Regions from separate parts of the Mustela erminea genome. Here region 1 is linked to region 2. The links are chromatin contacts, called in public Hi-C maps. All regions are on one chromosome and are shown on one strand. The core of a region is the stretch at or near the end of the contact, and the rest is flanking DNA. Distances in the headings are between cores, read along the strand shown.

What was found. Hi-C and Micro-C count contacts between places; a contact is called where the count stands out from the background.
Region 1: a Hi-C map of spleen shows a contact between it and region 2, with 4 times the contacts expected there. The contact joins the promoter of EPB41 here to the promoter of SRSF4 in region 2. A contact is called at or near these places in 3 of 3 Hi-C or Micro-C datasets (fibroblasts, skeletal muscle and spleen).

The regions. Positions count from the first base shown.
Region 1 is chr10:88,434,569-88,439,200 of mMusErm1.Pri, reverse strand. EPB41 (protein 4.1) reads left to right here and starts at 3,313. Exons shown (of 22, transcript XM_032360856.1): 1 at 3,313-3,465.
Region 2 is chr10:88,170,362-88,175,580 of mMusErm1.Pri, reverse strand. It overlaps SRSF4 (serine/arginine-rich splicing factor 4), which reads right to left and starts at 1,462. Exons shown (of 8, transcript XM_032360865.1): 1 at 1,303-1,462; 2 at 1,262-1,300; 3 at 1,244-1,259. The coding sequence starts at 1,348. MECR (enoyl-[acyl-carrier-protein] reductase, mitochondrial) reads right to left here. Exons shown (of 10, transcript XM_032360866.1): 10 at 4,673-4,791. The coding sequence ends at 4,762.

The DNA.
Region 1 (4,632 bases), core at 2,064-4,563, 260 kb before region 2:
ATTTTTTTAATTTTTTTATTTTTTTAAAGATTTTATTTATTTATCAGAGAGAGAGAGGGGAGAGAGCGAGCACAGGCAGACAGAATGGCAGCAGAGGCAGAGGGAGAAGCAGGCTCCCCGCCGAGCAAGGAGCCCGATGAGGGACTCGATCCCAGGATGCTGGGATCATGACCTGAGCCGAAGGCAGCTGCTTAACCAACTAACTGAACCACCCAGGCGTCCCCTCTTCCCCTTTTAGACAGAGCAGTGTATTGGCCTGTTTCTAAGAAGGTGCTCAGTAAAGTTTTGAAGTAACAGATGCTCCCACATTGGCCCTGGCCCCTCGCCCTAGCCCCCAGCCCATCCCCCTGCCTCTTTTTATCACCCAACTCAAGACCCAATCACCCAATCCAAGCTGGTGGCCCTGTTCAGGCGCTGGCAGGATAAGGAGTTGGCCGGAGGCCCAGGAAACTCAGAGGAGGAGGGGGCACATAAACAGGTTCCTTCCCCTGCCCCAGAAGCTTATCAGCGTCCCACAGGCTCCAGGCAAACTGGGTGCTCAGCTTAGGGAGGTGATCTGCCCTCTGTCTGTCATCTTCATGGCTTCCATTGCTCTTCAGCTGCATGACCTTGGGTTGTCACTTCCATTCTCTTAGGTCTCAGACCCTCTTTAGAACTCTCTTGGCCGTAAGGATTCAGTGAGGGCAAATGAGAGAATAAAATAACAGCAATCACCAAATGCAAGTCATCCTTTCCAGAGGTCTCCCCCACAGGTAGCTGCTCAGGTAACAAACTACTCCCTACAGTCTGAGAAGGGAGATGACAGCTTCAGAGGCAGAGATACTGGGGTGGGGGAGTGGGGGTGGGGGGTGGGGGTGGTGCTGAAGTCCAGGCAGTGACAGCACCCAACTCTCTTCTCCCCACCCCCCACCCCCCAGGCCAGTGACTGACAAGGCCAGGTTCACCCACATAAGTGCAGAAGTCACCTCAACAAGAAACACAAGAGACTGCCCAGGCAGAGAGGCCCCTGGAGCCGGACAGAGCTCTCTAGATCCCCAGGGCCTGGGGATTGGGGAGGGGGCGTGGGCAGAGAAGGGGGGAACGTGTATATAAGACACAAATAGAGAGGGCCACACAGAGTCACGCCCTTTATGCAAACTCACCAACAGGGGCACACCATGACACAGATGCACGCCCCGACCCCTCCCCCCCCACACGCAAACACACAGCGAAGAGTCACACACAAAATCAAGATCACAAACACAACCCCACAGGTACTCCGCATGCACAAACTCAAAAACCGGAGCCCTCCCCGGTCACCCCAACACACACATTCACCGACACACACACACACACACACACACACACACTTATCAGGCCGGGGCAGGCGCGGGTGCTGCTGAGTCACCCGCAAGGCAGCTCGGCCCTGGAAGCAGGAGCTGCGAGCCCTCCCCGATCGGGGAGGGGCGGGGCCTACGGCCGGGCTTCGCCGGAGCCTCCAGTAACTCCGCGGGGATTCTCCTCGCCCCGCCCCCTTGACAGGGGCGGAGCGTCAGAGCGGCGGGAGGGAGAGAGGAAACCCCTTTGCAGTCACTGAGTCTTGGCATTCACAGTCTGCTCTCTCCTGGGTTGCCTGAATACATGTGGGAGCAATTAAAAAATAACACTGGATGCATTACTGGGTATTTGCATATGTATTTTCATTCTCTCATTTAATTTTCGCAACAGCTCTATATGAAGTTTGGGCCATTATTACTCCCATTTTACCCTCGAGGGGAAGTGACTTGCCCAAAGGCACAAAGTGTCGCAGAGCCCAGACTCAACTGCCTCCAAAGCCTGAGCACTTAGCCCCTGGCCGTTATTACCTGGTGGGCAGGTGAAACTGGAAGCAGGTGAAAGGTGTGTCAGTAGGCTTGGGAGACTGCATGTGTGTGACCGCTTTCCCCATGTAGTCTACACGGTTAGAGACCGAGGGGTGTCAAGTGTCTAGATTTCTGGTTAAAGGAACTAAAGCTTCTCTGGTGCTGTGAAGCACACCCCCCCCCGTACCCCGTATCAGGAAGCATCCCCTAGATCTAGGGGCTCAGTCATACCCTCTGCTAGACTGTGAGCTTCTTGAGGGAAGGTACCCGGGTCCTGAAGCCTAAAACAAGACCTGACTTGGAAGTTGCAGTGAATTTGGTGGGGGCAATACATTAATTTATGACCTTGATATAATATTAACATCAATAATCATAAGTCCTAACACTTTTTGGAGGCTTTTGAGACTGACACTGTTCTTAATACTTTACATGGATCATTTCATTTAATTCTCACAACAATCCTTGAGGAGAATACTTTTTTTTTTTTAAGATGTTTATTTATTTGAGAGAGAGACAAGGGACAAGGGAGAGAATTTCAAGCAGACTCACCTAGAGCCGGGAGCCCCACGCAGGGGCTTCATGCAGGCCTCAAACCCATGACCCTGAGAGCAACCGAGAGTCAAACGCTGAACCAACTGAGCCACCCAGGTGCCACGAGTAAAGTACTTTTATTGACTCCATTTTACATCAGAGGACCTGGCTTGGAGAGGGTTAGTAGCTTGTTCAAATCAAGGGCAACGCTGGGGATTGAGACCCAGGCAGTTTGACTCCAGGACCCATCTAATAAGGAAGACCACTGAACTCCCAGGAAGTCACTTGCCTTTACTGGGCCTCAGTTCCCCCCTATTTGCCCCAAAATTAGGTAGCAAGGGGAGGGGGCTTGGACCAGTGACGAGGTAAGCCCCTTCCAGTGCTGGTGGGATGGACCATAGATGGGAGACAGTTTCTGACAAGAGTGGCAAGATGGGGATGGGAGGAACAAGAACCATACTTACTGAACGGCACCTATTGTGTACCAAACCTGTGCCTGGGACTTAACATATATCACTAATTCTCAGGAAAGTGTTTTAAGATTTATAGTTGAGGAAACTCAGATTCGTTGAAGTGACTTGCTCATGGTCACACAGGACTAAATGGGGAGGGGCAGGTGATGCAGGTGAGTCTCACCATGGGTCACTCGAACCAACTCCTTTCCTACCACCCTTCCAGCCCTTAGGTTAGGGGCAGCACCACGTGGCAAGTTGCATCATACTTTTACCGTATGACGTCAGACACCACACCACCCAATCCACGAGCTCCCTACCCAATCCTCCCCTGACCCTCGGGTCAACACCGGGCCTCTCAGAGCTCGGAGACCGCACCTGCAGCCCCAGCCCTTTCCCGGTTGCGACGCTCGCACTTCTTGGCACCGTCCTCTTCCCCGCCCCGCCGATTGGCAGTTGCCTGTGCCAATCAGGAGGCCTCCCGGGACGGGGGCGGGGCCTCACTCCAGAGTTGCCCTGTCAGTGCAGGTGGAGGCCCCCGGCGGGGCAAAGTGGCAGGAACCTCTTAAAGGGCGAGAGCGGCGCAGAGCGAGAACGCGGCCCGGCCCGGCCCGGCCAGGTCCCCGCCCCGTCTGGCCCAGGTGAGTCTGGACTGACTGGGGGCGATCCCGGGTCCCCGGGAGCAACGGAGTGAGGGACAGATGGACCTACTCCCAAGGGCCTGTGCGGTCCCGGTAGGGGCGAGACCAGGGTCTAAGGGTCAGGGGAGGGGGGCTTTAAGGGTCCCAGTTTCCAAGGTCCGAACTGGGGTCCACAGGGGCCTGGACGTCTGGAAGTTCAGGGTGCGGCGAGAGGAGAGGGGTTCGGGAACTCGGGTCCGCGGCTGGACGCTTGCGGCTGGCGGTCCCTGGCGGTCCCGGCCTGTCTGGGGCGGGGGTCCTGGGTTCGGTCTCCGCGGGCGGGTCTCTGCAGAGTGCTGCGGCCCCAGGTGCCCCCCCCACCAGCCCCGCCCTGTCCGGCCCGTAGGCTCCTGCCCGGCCCGCCGCAGCGCTCGCCGGAGCGGGAGGGCGGGCGGCGCGCTGCGGGAGGGGGGCCCCCCGGGCCTGGAACCCCGCTCCCGGCCCTTACGTAACTGACTTTGAGTTTCGGAACTGAGGGACCCGTGAGCTGGGGTGCCAGCTGTGCCAGCTAGTATGGCCCTCCTGTCGCCGGCCCAGCCCCGCACGCTCCCTTCCAGGCTTGGTCTCGGGGGACTTTCCTCGGTCTCTGGTCTCCCCAGTCTATCGGTCTCAGATTCCTGCTTGCTCTCATTCCCCGATTCCCCGTGTCCCTCATATCTCCTCTCTCCGCGGTCCTGTTTCTCTCATCCTCAGTCTTACCTCGGGAGTTTTCTCGTCCTAACCTACACTTTCCGGAGGACCTCACCTCTTTTTGGTAGAACCCGAGTTCTCCCCTTTAGCAAATTGGAGGTGGGGACTTATCCAAACAGACCCCAGCCTAAGCTTGCCCTAGAAGGGGAGAAGGTAGGACTATTCCTGAGGGTTGGTCAGGAGGGGGTGTTATTTCAAGGCCCACAGCTTCCCTGGGGTGGGAGTGGCTCAATGTGACCCCTCAAGTTCATGGACTAGGGCTGAAGGCAACCCCTTCTCTGCTTCTGGAACCCTTTTCTCCAGAAGGAGGAGGCTTGGGGAATGCCTGGCCAGGCCTGGTGCTTAGGGCAGCTGGGAGTCCCTGTGAGAGTTGCCTGGTGTCAGGTCTGGGTCAGATCCTCAGCGACTGGAGGGGAGTGGGAGGGGCCAGAGCATTGG
Region 2 (5,219 bases), core at 213-2,712:
TTGAAATGACTTTTTAAAGCCAACCAACAATGTGAGTATATAGAAGCTACCAATTTGTCTCAAATGTGCAACTGAGGTATTTTTCTTAACTTCTCAAGTGTTAGTTGCTAGTATTACAATGGAGAGTAACCTGTAACCATTATCAGACCTGTTGCAAATGTCTTTCATTTTTTTTTTTTTTCCAAATAAGCCAAGAGTTCCTCTAACACTCAAGGTTTAGTGCCCTAAAATGCCCCCCCCCCCCACTCCTTTTAATTTTTAGACCTATGTGTTTGAAGTCCTATCTAACGTTTCCTGGCTCTCATAGCTTTCCCCGTTGGGAATCTTCTCCATGCCGGACTCATCTCTTTCCCCTGAAACGTGTAGCCCCGGGTGGCCCTGCTTTGCCAAAGTAGATCAGGAATACAAGTAACAGACCAAACCCGGGGAGGCAGTAAATAAGCAATTTCGAGCTGTGAATCTCCATCTCCTTAACTAGCTGCCGCAGATACTAGCCAGGGAGGCCACGACCTTCTAACAAATTCTACAACGACAAAGCAATTTTTTGGCAAGTCGTAGAACGGAAACCACAGTATGGAAACTCTGTACGGAGTTTGAAAGATAACGAATCAAGACTTTAAATTACCCTTGTAGGGGAGAACGGTCAAGGCTTTCAGCGCGGCAAGACGATACTTTCGAAACTGCCACTAGACTATTCACTCAAACCCGAGTCTCCCGCCCAAAAAAGTGTGACACATGCACGTCAAAAAAGTGCCTCCCTCCGGAGCTCCTGGCCTCGCGAAAGATGCGTGGTGACTGTCTGATCCATTAGACCGGCCAAGAGGTGAAAAGCGAGCAGGAAATCCTGTTTATTTCCAGCAGCCCTAAGAGCGGGAAAGGTCGGTTTCTATCCGGAGACGAACCAGACCCCACTGCCGGGGCCCGGGAAGGAAAAACCCAGGCCTCCCCGGCGCCCAGGAGCCGTACCCTCCCGCCCGGAGCCCCAATCCCACTCGGGTTTTCCTTCTCCCCGTCCCACTCAGATCCTCACCATCGCTCCCATTATCCTCCACCACCCCACCCGCGCAGGCGCAGTGGGAACCAGGGCCTACCCGCGCCCCCGAGGCGCCGCGACTATGGCGGAGCCTGAGCAGGCCAGTAGCAGCTCCGCGCCGGGCAGGCGTCCCTCTCCCGTTCCCGCGGCCTCCCCACCACCGCTGGGGCCCTGTCCCCACCCGGCCGACCCCTCTTCTGCCCTCCTCACCCGTTCTTCAGATCACCTCCAGGATCTTCCCGTAGCCATTAAAGAAGCGCTCCACTCGCGCTCTCGGGCCTGGTAACTCAGGCGGCCGATGTACACCCGCGGCATCCCGGCAACAGCGGCGGCAGCTTGGCCCGGCCCCAGCCCCCTTAGGCGCAGGGCCGGCGAAGCGAGAGCGCGGCGACGGCGGCGGCGGCAACGGGCGAGCGGCGGGACGGACGCAGGCGAGCCCCAGCGACGTACGCGAGCACGCAGCACGCGAGCGCGCGCCTCCCGCCTTCCCCGCCCTCCCCGCAGGCGGAGGGTAACGGGAGGGAGCGCGCGTTCGCTTCCCGCCCGGCCAGGAGTGGGGGCGGGGTTTGCCCAGGGGCGCGCCGGCGTGGGGGCGGGGCCAGGTGACCGACAGGCGGTGCTTGCGGCGCGGGGCAGTCCTCCCCTCCTCCCCCTCTCCGCACGTCCTCTCGCGAGTTCGCTGTGTTTGGGCCTGCGTCGCATTCGCTGCCGGGTGGCTTCGCTCCTCCCCCCGGAAGTGCCTGCAACTGTCCCGGCCCAGCGAGCGTTTCTGCTTTTGTCCTTTGAACCGGGAGTGGTTTCGACTTCTGAGCAGCTTTGGAGTTAAGTCTGGCTTCCAACCGTCTTTGTATCCGTGACCTTGGACCCGTTACGCGCCAGCTCTCTAAGCCCCAATTGTCTTCTCTGTATAAGAGGGATAGAAATTCCAACCTTCCAGAGCCAAATGGAGAATTATATATGAGACTAGATAACGTCAAGCACTTAGTACTGTTCCCAGCACATTGCAAGTGTCCAATAAATACCAATATTATTTTAAAAATAGGACAGGTTGTTTCAATAGAAGCAGTGTGGAAGGTGGGGAAGGCTGGAGTTTTGAAGCTAGATTGGGCTTGATAATTACTTGGCCAGTTTATTTTCTATTGTAAAATTAGAATGATTTATCCATTTCAATGGACTAAATGGATAACTAACTGGGGTAGTATATATGGAAGAATATACTGCCTGGAACAGTATCTGGACCGAGATAGGAACTCAAATATTGGTATATATATATAAAATTTACTTCATTTAAAAAATATCTGAGAGAAAGAGGAAGCACAGGCGGGTTTAGGAGTAGAGGGAGGAAACAGTCTTCCCGCTGAGCAGGGAGCCCAAGGCAGGGCTCTGTCCGTGGCCCTGAGATCATGACCTAAGCAGAAGGCAGAGTCTTAACCGACTGAGCCACTCAGGTGCCCCTTAAAATTACATTTTGAAAGGATAATTCATTAACTGTTTCAAATGATACAGTGGAAAGTCTTCCCATCTCCGTCCTCTGGCCATCTCGTTTCCCTTCCCAGAGGCAAACAACGTAATCAGTTTCTTAAATGCCCTTTGGGAGGTATTTTACACAAAGCAATAGGGGTGTGCTATATGTACAGTTTCGTGCTTACTATTATTTTGAAAGTCATTCCGTGAGTACAAAAGAAGCTTCCTCAGGATTATTTTATGGCTTATGAAATGGCGTTATACACAGTAATTTATTTACTCAGTGCCCTACTGAAGGATACTGAGGTAGGTTCAAACCATTTGTTTTAACTGCTGCAATGAGTAACTTTGTATATACATATATGTAGTATCTATTCCTAGAAGATAGTTGGGGTAAAGGGTGTGGGCAAGTATAGTTTGGACAGATATTGCTCAATTCTCCTCCATAAGTACCTGTTTCTCTATCTCATCAACAACATGGTGTTATCAAATTTTATGATCTTAGTCAATCTAATAGCTGAAAAATGCTATCTTGGGGTAGTTTAGTTTGTATTTATCTTGAGTGGAGTGAGACTCAATTCATTTGTTTAAGAGATGCTTATACTTTCTGTGTCTGCTTAGATCCTTTGCTTGTTTTTTGTTGTTGTTGCTGTTAATTTTTAAAAATATTTATTTATAGAGAGCACGCATAAGGCAGGCATGGAGAGGGAGAGAGAATTCTCAAGCAGACTCTCCGCTGAGCCTGGGATTGATCTCAGGACCCTGAGCCGAAATCCACAGTCAGCCACTCAACTTACTGAGTGACCCAGGAGCCATCCTCCCCCTTATATAGATTTATTTGAGAGAGAGAGAATGCAAAATCGAATGGGGGTGGGGGTAGTGGGAGCAGAGGCAGAGAATCTCAAGCAGACTCCTCTCAGAGTTAGGAGCCCAATGTAGGGCTCAGCTCAATCTCACTACCTGAGATCACGACCTGAGCTGGAACCAAGAGTCAGATATTTAACTGACTGAGCCACCCAGACTCCCCCTTTGCCCATTTTTTTTACTGATTCATAGGAACTCCCTATATATTAGCGAAATCAGTTGTTAGATGAGTAGTATTTTTTCCCAGTTTGTTGACTTTTGACTTTTCCCAGAATGTTTTCTGCTATGCAAAAACGTAAGATATTTATGGGGTCAAATTTATCCACCCTTTATTTTTCTTTGATTCTGGATTTTGTGTTGTAGTTTTTCTCACTTTGAGATTTAAAAAGAAAAACACGTCCCATGGCTTATTGTTATTTTTAGGACTTACTTTTTTTATATTGCAATCTTTGATCCATTTGGAATTTAGTAGTATGAGGATCATGATATTCTTAAGAACTGGTTTTAACCTTGGTTCTCATGTAGTCTGTGTCTGTGTCATGTAGTCTGTGATCAGACTACATCTGTTATACAGATGGGAATGAAAGCCCCATACAGGGAAAATGCCTGTCTCTAAATCCTGCTCCTCCTCCGGAGTTTCCTAATTTAGGGAGTGGCACCTTCCATCAGGCAAAGTGCTGAAGTTCAACCTTCAACCGCCTCATCTAGTCGGTCCTTCCTTCTAAATGTTGCCGAATCCATTCACTTCACTCGCACTTCCTAAGTGAGTGCAGGTCTCGTCATATTGTTCATACATCACAGCTAAAAAGTTGTGCTTTTCCCTCTGTCTGCAATATGATTGGCCCCTTCTCAGGCCTCAGACCTTCCTTGCCCTCTTTATGTCAAGTATCCTGTCAATATGATATCACTGTATTTTTTTCTTCACAGCATCTACCACACTCTGTTATTGCCTTATTTCTTTTTGTTCATGGTCTTTCTCTTCTACTAGAATATAAGCTCCCTGGTATCAGGGATGTGTTTTTTTGTCTCCTACTGTATCCCTAACATCTATTAACAGTGCTTTTCACATAGTGGGTGTTCAATATGTTTATTAAGTGAATCAACAAATGATCTCTTACCTGAATGACTTCAGTGGCCACCTGATTCTCCTTTTTCCTGCCTCCCCATGAGACGCAGACTCAGGGAAATTTGAACTGTCTTCTGATTGACATGCTAATTATCATTGTACAAAATCAAGGAGTCCAGAGAAAAGAGGGAGCACAGGGCCAATTGTGGGGCCAAAAAAAAAAAAAAAAAAAGAAAAGAAAAAAGTCAGGATTGACAGGTATGGTGACCAGACAGGGTCAGGGGAGCTGGCTTCTGGCGCCAGATCTGCTGCCTGCTGTGTGACCTTGAGCAACTCACTTCGCCTCTCTTGGTGTCTTCCTCTTCTGTAAAGTTATGATATTAAAATCTCAATGATACAAGGAAGTGTAAAAATCAAATGGAGATACACGTTAAAGGGCTTAAACACTGCAAAGGGTTAGGGGCATAGGGAGAGCTTGTTTTTCTTTCAGGGAGTGCGAATGTTTCCTTACCTTTTAGGTCGGCTCTGCTGTCTTCCCAGGATTTTCCTGCCTGCAAATGTCTGTCTTCTTTACCATTCCCAGCTGCTCTGGCTGGGCCCAGTGTCTTCCCCAGGGCAAGGTGCCTACCAACAAGTATGAGGCTGGTAGATGCAGCCAAGAGCTTCCAGGCGCAAGGACAGGCCCGCCTGCTCCACACAGATGAATTCAAGAACCTTCTTCCGGGCCTCAAGTCTTTCCCTGAGGAAAGCAGGCTTATTTATCTCATCTCCCAAGACACAAAGCAATGATCA